2 separate regions of the Gossypium hirsutum genome follow, and region 2 is linked to region 1. Evidence: chromatin contacts called from public Hi-C data. All regions are on one chromosome and are shown on one strand. Each heading gives the region's core, a stretch centred on a gene start, on an enhancer-like site or on the middle of the called end of the contact. The rest is flanking DNA. Distances are from core to core; before and after follow the strand shown.

The links. A called contact is a pair of places that touch in the nucleus more often than the background predicts.
Region 2: a Hi-C map of leaf shows a contact between it and region 1, with 2.4 times the contacts expected there. The contact joins the promoter of LOC107961888 here to the promoter of LOC107961882 in region 1. A contact is called at or near these places in 3 of 34 Hi-C or Micro-C datasets (callus and leaf).

Annotation. Positions count from the first base shown.
Region 1 is chrD11:54,555,258-54,560,058 of Gossypium_hirsutum_v2.1, reverse strand. It overlaps LOC107961882, which reads right to left and starts at 2,429. Exons shown (of 2, transcript XM_016898043.2): 1 at 2,090-2,429; 2 at 1,021-1,892. The coding sequence starts at 2,320. The coding sequence ends at 1,272.
Region 2 is chrD11:54,853,848-54,858,648 of Gossypium_hirsutum_v2.1, reverse strand. LOC107961888 (pentatricopeptide repeat-containing protein At4g20770) reads left to right here and starts at 1,926. Exons shown (of 4, transcript XR_005920526.1): 1 at 1,926-2,400; 2 at 2,566-4,801. It overlaps LOC107961889 (tyrosine-specific transport protein), which reads right to left and starts at 143. Exons shown (of 3, transcript XM_016898054.2): 1 at 1-143. The coding sequence starts at 45.

The sequences.
Region 1 (4,801 bases), core at 1,180-3,679:
CAATTAATGAAATTTTTTTATTTCGAATTAAAATAAAGTTTATTATTTTAAACTTAGATGCCAGATTAAAATTCTGGAAATAAATTTTAATATATGTTTTAACTTTTTCTGTTTGTCAAAAAAAAAAAGTTTACTTAGTTCTTAACATTAATATAAAAGAAAATTAAAAACTTCAAATAAAACAATTTGGAGTAAATCTTAACTTTCTTTTACTTAGTGTAACTTACATAGAAAACAAAATAGTTACCGTTTGATGATATATTAATGTATTTTTTTCTTTACAAATAAATTTAAAAAAACATTTATTTTTTAATATTTTATTATACCTTAAATATTATTTCATCTTTTAATACAAGTAAAAACCTTATTTATAAATTCGGTAAGTATTATTAATAGTAAAATAATTTATGGATACTCATTTGTTCAAAATTCTGGGTTTTTTTTTCTTTAAACTTAGTACTTCTTGTTAAGGTTTTTATATCTTAATAGATATTTTTACTATTCATTTATAATTCATTTTCAAAATTCGTAATTATACCTAATATTTGTTAGTAAAATAGATATTATTTATTTATATTATTATTTATAAAGTTTTTGGTTGCGTCATGAGTGTAGTTTTAAATAATATTAATCCAGTAGCAAAATGACAAATTAAAGGATTAAAGTTGAATGACAATAAACTTATGAAATAGATGGTGCGAAAATACGACAATGGAATAAAAAACCAAAATAATAGGTCATCCCAAGAATATGCTAGTGAATGACGAATATGCGTTTTGGCGCCCCCTCTCGGACCGCCGACGGAAGATGGTGCGAAAATACGAAATGGAATAAAAAACCAGGTATGAAATTAAATATGAGTATGAAGTGTTATATTAACCTTTAAAAAGAACCCAAAATATTAGGTCATCCCGTTCATGGTAGTGGATGACGAATTCATTTCAACTCTTACCAAACCTTTTCCCTACGAAAATTTAGTTAATTAATTAAACAATCTGCTAACAAGTAAACACTAATAAATCTTCCTCACAAAGAATTGGTTATATATGCCTTCAATATATATAGGTTTAATTAAGTAGCATATTGTTACTCAACATTTTACTGTGAATTTAGCTTTCCCATATCACTGTAGGGTGGTTTTTGGAATGTTTTTCACAGTAAAATTTTGATTGTTGGATCAATACATTGAAACTTATTAGATAATATTATGGCACTTAAAGATTTTTTCACAAACTCCAGAAACCAGTAAAATAAAACAAAGTATCACAATATTAATTGTGCTTGCTATAACTGTCCTCATGACCTCCACCACTTCCGCCAACAACAGGGCAGCTCTCGTTCAGCGCTTCGGTGAAGGCCCTTGTAGCTTCGTCTATCATGACCACGGTTGCCTGTTCAATGTTGAAATCATTATCAATTACTGCTTTGATGACCAGGTTCACCAAGTCATCAACCAGTTTTGCCTTTGCTTTTAAATCCCAAATCATTCTCTTCAGCTCTTCGAGTGAACTCTCCACAGATAGTAGCCTCGCCTCGATGCCTATTTCCTCTCTTGCAATGTCCCTAGAACTGCCCTGATGCCCTCCGACATTTCTGGCAGCAGCGCGGCGGCTCCCGCGAGATTGAGCCTCGTTCGGCGCTTCAGTGAAGGCCTTTGTAGCTTCATCCATCAAGACCATGGTTGGCTGGTCAATATGGTTTAGATCCTTATCAATTACTGCTTTAGTGACCAGGTTCACCAAGTCATCAACCAAATCTACCTTTGCTTTTAAATCGCAAATCACACTCTTCAGCTCTATCAGGGAACTTTCCACAGATAGTAGCCTTGCCCCGATGCCTATTTCTTCCTCTGGTATTCTTGCTAAGTCAGCTTTTACGGCCTTATCTAGACCCTGAATTGAACAGCAGTCATAGAAAATAAATAAATTTATATTAATGTAAAACAAGCAAAATTGCTAGTTCTTTAATTGACATGAATAATTAGCATTAGGTTATTCATAAATGGAAAAAAGAATGGGCAAGTTGCCTGCAGGTAGTTCCAGTCCTAATCGAATCTCATTGATCTTTGCATGAAAGGGATCTTACTTACCCAGACCTCTCTCTCTCTCTCTCTCTCTCCCCGGGTCACATCTGTTTTGTATAAATTTTCGGGTGGGCAAAAGTCCGACCCGTTGCTGTCTGGCCATTTCTGTTTGTTTCTTCCTGCTGTAATGTGGGATTTAAGGGTTTTGCTTTTCAGGCTGTATCTTCGGAGGGATTGAAGAAAGCTCCAAGAGAAGAGGTGAAGTTGATAGCCTCCTTTGTGGAGGAATAGGGGCATGCTCAATTTTCAAGTCAGGCAAGGGTGTGAATTCAAAAGCACCGACGCATAAAGGTTGGGCGAGGGCATGTGAGCCGATATATTTAAAGCCATAACTCATGAAGTTCACCATTTCACGGGTGAGTTTGGATGAACGGTGCATTTCCTTGAGGTTAGTTTAAAAATAATAGTGGCGGTGAGATTAGATACTGTAGCGTGAGACAAAAAGTAAGTTAAACGCACAGCACCGTACCAATCGCTTATCCAAACCCACCCTAAATTTATAATTTAAACTCTTTATCATAATTTGTACTTTCTAAACAATTGTTGGTAAAAGGATATATCTATCTCGGACTTTTGACTAGGATCAAATATAATTATTTGTTCTTTATCAGCTTAAGGCTATTATAATATATATATATATATATATCGAACCACCATAAATTTGTATGTTTAATCTTATTAATTAAAAATATTTTATAAATTAGTAGCAAAATTTTTCCAACATTACTCAAAATATATGAACAGAGGAAATAAACAACTCACTCCTTATTAGTCAGCCCCCCCTGCGCAAACGAAAGAATCTTTTACTGTGTTACTGTTACATGTAAATATCTTCTCGCTTAAAAAAATAATGACAGTACTAAAAACACACACTAAAGTCTGCAGATATTCATCCAAAAATCTAGTTGTATATTCAACGGCAGTGGTGACTAAGAAACACTTGAAGAAGGAAAAACATAAGACCTGATTGGAATCCAACGACAGTGATAGATTGTAAAGAAGCGTTTGTGTGTTTGCTTATGAAGAAAAATGGAAAAAAGAAAATCACTGAGGACGAACGTGGTGAGAACTGAGAAGGGTGGTTTGATTGAGAATCTAAGAGAAGGGTATGGATTAGATAATCAAGAGATTCATGATCCAACTTTTTGAAAGACTTCTTTTCTTTTTGATAATGGAGGCTGCTAAGAGTTCAAAACATAGAACTCCTAGTCCCATGAAAGACCCACATGGTACTTCTCCATTAAAACCCGAAAGGTTTCAAAACTTACCACTAACTCAAATCCAAATATCTATAATCCAGATCTCCATTAATGAAATCTTCAAAATCCCAGAAATATTCATCCAAGAAGCAGTTGTGCGTATATATATAATATGTTCAAAGAATCCATTCCCAAAATGGTATATTAAAGGAATATGAAAGGTAAATGTTTGATTTCTTTATTCTTTGCATCATTTTGATTTTCATCAACAAACACCCCCTCCCCTTCCACTAGTGCTCCCTCTTCGTTTCGTGAATGGTTGGTGGTTTGAGTAACAAATCTAGAAACACAAACCACCCCCTTATTCCACAACAACAGCAACAACCAAAACAAAGAACAGTTTTGACATGATTAGTTTCCATGGTGAGTTTAGGGATTGAGAGTAGGACTGGGCAACGACCCAGAACCTAGCACTACATCTGGTTGACAATTAGTAGCATTAAGAAAAGGGTCGACAAGGACAAGCTGGTAGCGACGAGCCTGATGATTAGCAGAGTGGATGTGGGCATCGCAAGTGACTGCAGCTGAGGCCCCTGGCCTACTCGCACACCCACACCCTCTCATCACCAGAAGAGACGAGCTTGCTTTTGCCAGGGTGAACTATGGAATCACAACTCAAGGCACACCCACTACGGGGAAATTGGAATTCGGGCAAGAGGAATCGAGATCGGAGAATGTTTTGGTTCGCTTTTCAATCATAGGCCAAGGGTGATTCCAAAGCTTTTTCTACTGAAACTCACCGAAGGAAATCTCACCGGTGCCATCTTTGTCGCAGTTATTTCACGTTTCCAGAAATCACAACTCAAGGCAGTGAGGCACCTCTTTTGAGATCTAGAGGTTTTCTTTTTTTTTTTTTTAAATCGTGGATATTGAGATAAAGTGCTGGAACCGGTTATTTATAGACGATTTGTTATTTGAGCACCTCTTTTGCAACAAACACCAAAGTCCAAACCCAAGATAAGGTTTGTTCCTAGCAAAAATTTGAGGCGGAAATAACAAATCCCCTATCAACGGTGGAACCACGTGGTAGAGTAGTGAAAATTTAGGTCTTAACCCTAAATCAGTCAAACTAAAAAGAGCAATATTTAGTACTTAAATTAAATAATTTTTTTTAATTTGTTACGAAAACTTTTTTTATTCTGATTAATCTTTAAATTTAATTTTTATAATATCGAGGTGATGATATAATGCTTTAATTTTATCATTTCATTACTTAATTAAAAAAATTATATGAAATATTGTAAATTCTAAAACATATAAATATATATTTTATAAAAAAATTCATATAAAATTATTAAATTTGAAAAAACCTAAAAATCTTAAATCAAATAAATTTAATTGTGGACATAATTTAATTTTATTACAACCTAAAAGGTGAAACCCAATTCAATCTTATTTTTAGTAGTCTTAAACTAACATAATTTTAATAAATATACATTAAAACAATCTTTTTATCAAG
Region 2 (4,801 bases), core at 677-3,176, 300 kb before region 1:
TGACTTCAATGGTGAGATGAAAGATGGATGGTGAGAAAGTAACATATTGGCAAGACAACTTTGTTAGCAAAAGAATCTTAGAGAATCTTGTGTACTTTTAATTTTTTGGGAATCTTTGAATGGAGGCTGATAGGTAGGGAAAGTTTCAGGGGAAAATCTTAGCTTCTATCTTGTCAGAGTGGAAGTACAAAAAAACTTATATGGAGGAGATCATGGATCTATATAGACCAATTAGAGGGGCAAGAATGAAGAATGGGACTCATCCAAGAAAAAGAAGAGCAACCATTCAAAGCCATGTTTCATGGGCCACGTTAAAAGTGGGCTTACACTCGTAAAATATTTGGTAATATACATTTTTATATGTTTGGTATCAACTATCAAGTATTGCCGGCGCACCTTCCATTTTCGAATCTTAAAAATAATATTTTTAGAATATAACATTTATTATCTTATCCCTAGTTCTTTTTTCAAAACGATTTAGAGAAATACTACTTTCATATTTTTTATTTGCAATATTGGCACTCAGCAACTTATGAAACATGCATTTTTCATAAGAATTTTTCAAAAGTGTCGTGAAAGAGTATTTAGCAAAAAAAAAAAGGTTAAAATTTAAGTGTTTTGTATTATTGTTAAAATGTGTTTTTGAGAAATAACATTAATTTTAAATTTTAAATTTTAAGTATTTTTAAGAAATTAATGTTAATTATTTGTATATTTTGTTTTGAATATATAAATATTAATTATTTAAAATAAATTTAAACAATGAAATAATTATGTATTCAATACAAATATTAAATAAAATACATATTAAAAATGTTTATTTTCACAAATGCAAAAGCTAAAAAAAAATATTGCTTTTGCTTTTAGATTCAAAAGCAATTTTAATTTCAAAAGTTGTCTATTTAACCTCACTTATAAATCTAAAGGCACATTTTAAAATTAACGAGAGACAATGTTAAAGCAAACTTGTTACCATCTATGAAGAAATAAAACATCTTGTTTTTCTTTTTACAAATCATATTTACTCAAGTTCGACTCGACCCAAAATATGGACCTAAATTTTTGTATAACCCCACCTATATTTATAAATAGTTAAACCCAAGGTAATTTTAGGTTATTTTTAATTTAATATGTAATAAATTTATATCTTTTATTTATTAAGCTTTTATATTAATCATTTTAATATTTTTAATATTTACATTATAGTAGTAGAGATTTAATTTGGAAAAATTACAATAGAAGTCACTTAACTATGGTCAATTTTATTTTTTTGTAACTTAACTATAAAAAGTTTTAAATTGGTCACCAAACTTATTGGGTTAATCTCTTTTCGTCCTTTTCCGTTAATTGCTGATAAAACTTGGACGGAAGGATGACATGGCTGTTTTGAAATTGGTATAATTATAATTTAGTCCTTAACAATTACATATTTTATCAATTTGATCTTAATTCTAATAAAATCAACAAATTTAACCCTCAATTTTTACGTATTATATCGATTTATTCATAATTTTACGTTAATATATCAAAAACTTTATCTTATATTAATATTAAATAAAAATACTTTTCCCATTTCTGTTCCTCCTACCCCTCCCCCAGGGACAGTGGAGGAGAGGGAGGGGAGAATGGGAGGGAGAAGAGGTATTTTTCTAAATATTAATATAAAATAATTTTAAATATATAAATATAAATATTATGATTAAATTAATATAATATATAAAAGTTGAGGATTAGATTTACTGATTTTATTAAAATTAGGACCAAATTCATAAAATATATAATCGCTAAAAATTAAATAAGTTATTATACCAATTTTAAACTCGCCACTTCAAAAGTCTTAAAACAAGTAAGAGAAAATGACCACAAACAAAAAGATAACTCAATAAAATGGATGACAAGAAAATGTTAAGCTCTACTGAACAAAAAGAAAACTCCGACCAACTTAAAACTTTTTAAAAATTGACGCAAAAAAAAAAAAAAAAACCATAAATGGGTTACTTCACTTAAAAAATAGGGTAGACAAGACCAAGCCTGAGCCTTAAATGAAAGCGCGAGCCCTATTCCTTAAACCAGGCTAAATTTTTTCTCCAAACTCGGAACTCGGGCGGTACCCCGGCCATGAAACACACAATACCACGCCGCCAAACAAGCTTCTCACCACTTTAGTCCACTACTGTCCCGGCCTCCTTCATTGACTTGACCCAAAGCCCTCTCCTTCCGACAGACAAGGAAATTAAATGAGGTCATTTGACAGCGTAAACTTCACTTACAACATTTCTTCTGCTCGAGTCATGAGATATTGTCTGCTCTCTTAGCGGTGGTGCGAACTGGCGGCTGCTCCACCGCTATTTGAAACCATTTCTCCGGGCTGCACATCCGAGCCTCGACTCTGGATTTTAGGTACACAACTACACACCCTTTCGACTTTGTTTGATGTTCGGCTTTCACTTATGTGCATATGATTGATTTCATTTTATTGGAGCCCCATAGCTGATAAGGTAGAATAGAATTGACTAACCCAATTTATCATTAACATCATTTGTTTTTTGAATTGGTGTTTACCAGTCTGCAAGAAATACAGCCAAGTGGGAAGCAAAAGCAACATGAAGGGCATAGCTAACCTTTTGCAAACTTGCATAGACAACAAATCTCTTCTGCTAGGCAAAGTCCTCCATGCTTACATTCTTCGCACCAACCTTTTAACCAATACTTTCCTATGCAACCGTCTCATTGAACTCTATTCCAAATGCAACGACCCAACATATGCTCATCGTACATTCGACAATACCCCTCAGAAGGACATTTATTCCTGGAACGCCGTTTTGAGTTTCTATTGCAAAACTGGGAACTTAACTTTTGCCCGTAAAGTGTTCGAACAAATGCCTGAAAGAAACGTTGTTTCCTGGAACAACCTGATTAGTTTAATGTTAAAAAATGGGCACCAGGAAAAAGCTTTGGATGTTTATAAGCTTATGGTTTTGGAAGGTTTTTTGCCCACCCATATTACTTTTGCTAGCGTTTTAAGTGCCTGTGGAAGTGTTTTTGATTTGCAGCTCGGGAAGAGATGTCATGGTCTTGTCATTAAGATTGGTCTTGATAAGAATATCTTTGTCTGTAATGGGTTATTGTCTGTTTATGCTAAATGTGGGGTTATGAGGGAAGCTGTTCAAATTTTTGCAGACATTGATGAACCTAATGAGGTTACTTTTACTTCAATGATGGGTGGGTTAGGAAGGATTGATGGGGTCGTTGAGGCTTTGGAGATGTTTAGAATGATGTCTCGGAAAGGGGTTCGGATTGATTCTGTTTCATTGTCTGCTGTTTTGAGTGTTTGTGCAAAGGGGGGAGAGTATGATGAATTTGGCTGTTATGAAAATGGAGATAGATTATTACGTAATGTTGTACTTGGAGAACAAATACATGGTCTTGCATTTAAGCTTGGATTTGAACATGATCTTTATTTGGGCAACTCATTGCTTGATATGTATGCTAAGAATGGGATTATGAAGAGTGCTGAGATGGTTTTCCATACTTTGGGAAAACCCAGTGTTGTCTCCTGGAATATAATGATTGCTGGATATGGCCAGAAAGGAAATAGTGGGAAAGCTATTGAGTGTTTTCAAAGAATGCAGTTTAGTGGTTTTAAACCTGATGAGGTTACATATATTAATATGCTTGCAGCGTGTATAAAGGGTGGAGATGTTGAAACTGCACGTCAAATGTTTGATAACATGTCATGCCCAAGTGTTATTTCATGGAATGCTATAATCTCTGGCTATTCCCAGAATGAGAATCACAGAGAAGCAATAGATCTTTTTAGGGAAATGCAGTTTCAAAGTGTAAAACCTGATCGGACTACTGTGACTGTTATCCTTGGCTCATGTGCTGGAATGGCCTTTCTGGAGGGTGGAAAACAGGTCCATGCTGCCTTGCAAAAGGCTGCTCTTCATACTGATAATTATGTTGCTGGTGGGCTGATTGGCATGTACTCAAAGTGTGGGAAGATAGAAAGGGCAGAGCACATATTTTCTTCCATGCCAGAGTTAGATATTGTCTGTTGGAATTCTATGATTGCAGGTCTTACTCTTAATTCTCTAAACAGAGAAGCTTTCATGCTCTTTAAGCAAATGCGACAGGGTAGAATGTTGCCTACTGAGTTCTCTTATGCCACAGTATTGAGCTGTTGCACGAAATTATCTTCTTTATTTCAAGGTAGGCAGGTCCACTCTCAGATAGTAAAAGATGGTTATGAGAGTGATGTGTTTGTAGGCACTGCTCTTGTTGATATGTATTGTAAATGTGGTGACATAGATGGGGCATGGAAGCATTTTGATATGATGCCTGTCAGAAACATCGTTACATGGAATGAGATGATACATGGATATGCCCAGAATGGATATGGAGATGAGGCGGTTCATCTATATGAAGACATGATTGCATCAGGTGCGAAACCTGATGCTGTAACCTTTATTGCTGTTTTGACTGCTTGTAGCCACTCAGGATTAGTAGACTTGGGGTTCAGAATTTTCAACTCAATGAAGAGTGAGCATGGAATTGACCCAGAATTGGATCATTATACTTGCATCATTGACTGTCTCAGCCGAGCTGGTCATTTTCATGATGCAGAGCTCCTTATGGAAAAGATGCCATATAGAGATGATCCAATTGTATGGGAAGTTGTGCTTAGTTCTTGTAGAGTCCACGGTAATGTCAGTTTAGCTCAACAGGCAGCACAGGAACTCTTTCGCCTGGACCCTGAGAGCTCTACCCCTTATGTGCTTTTAGCCAATATCTATTCATC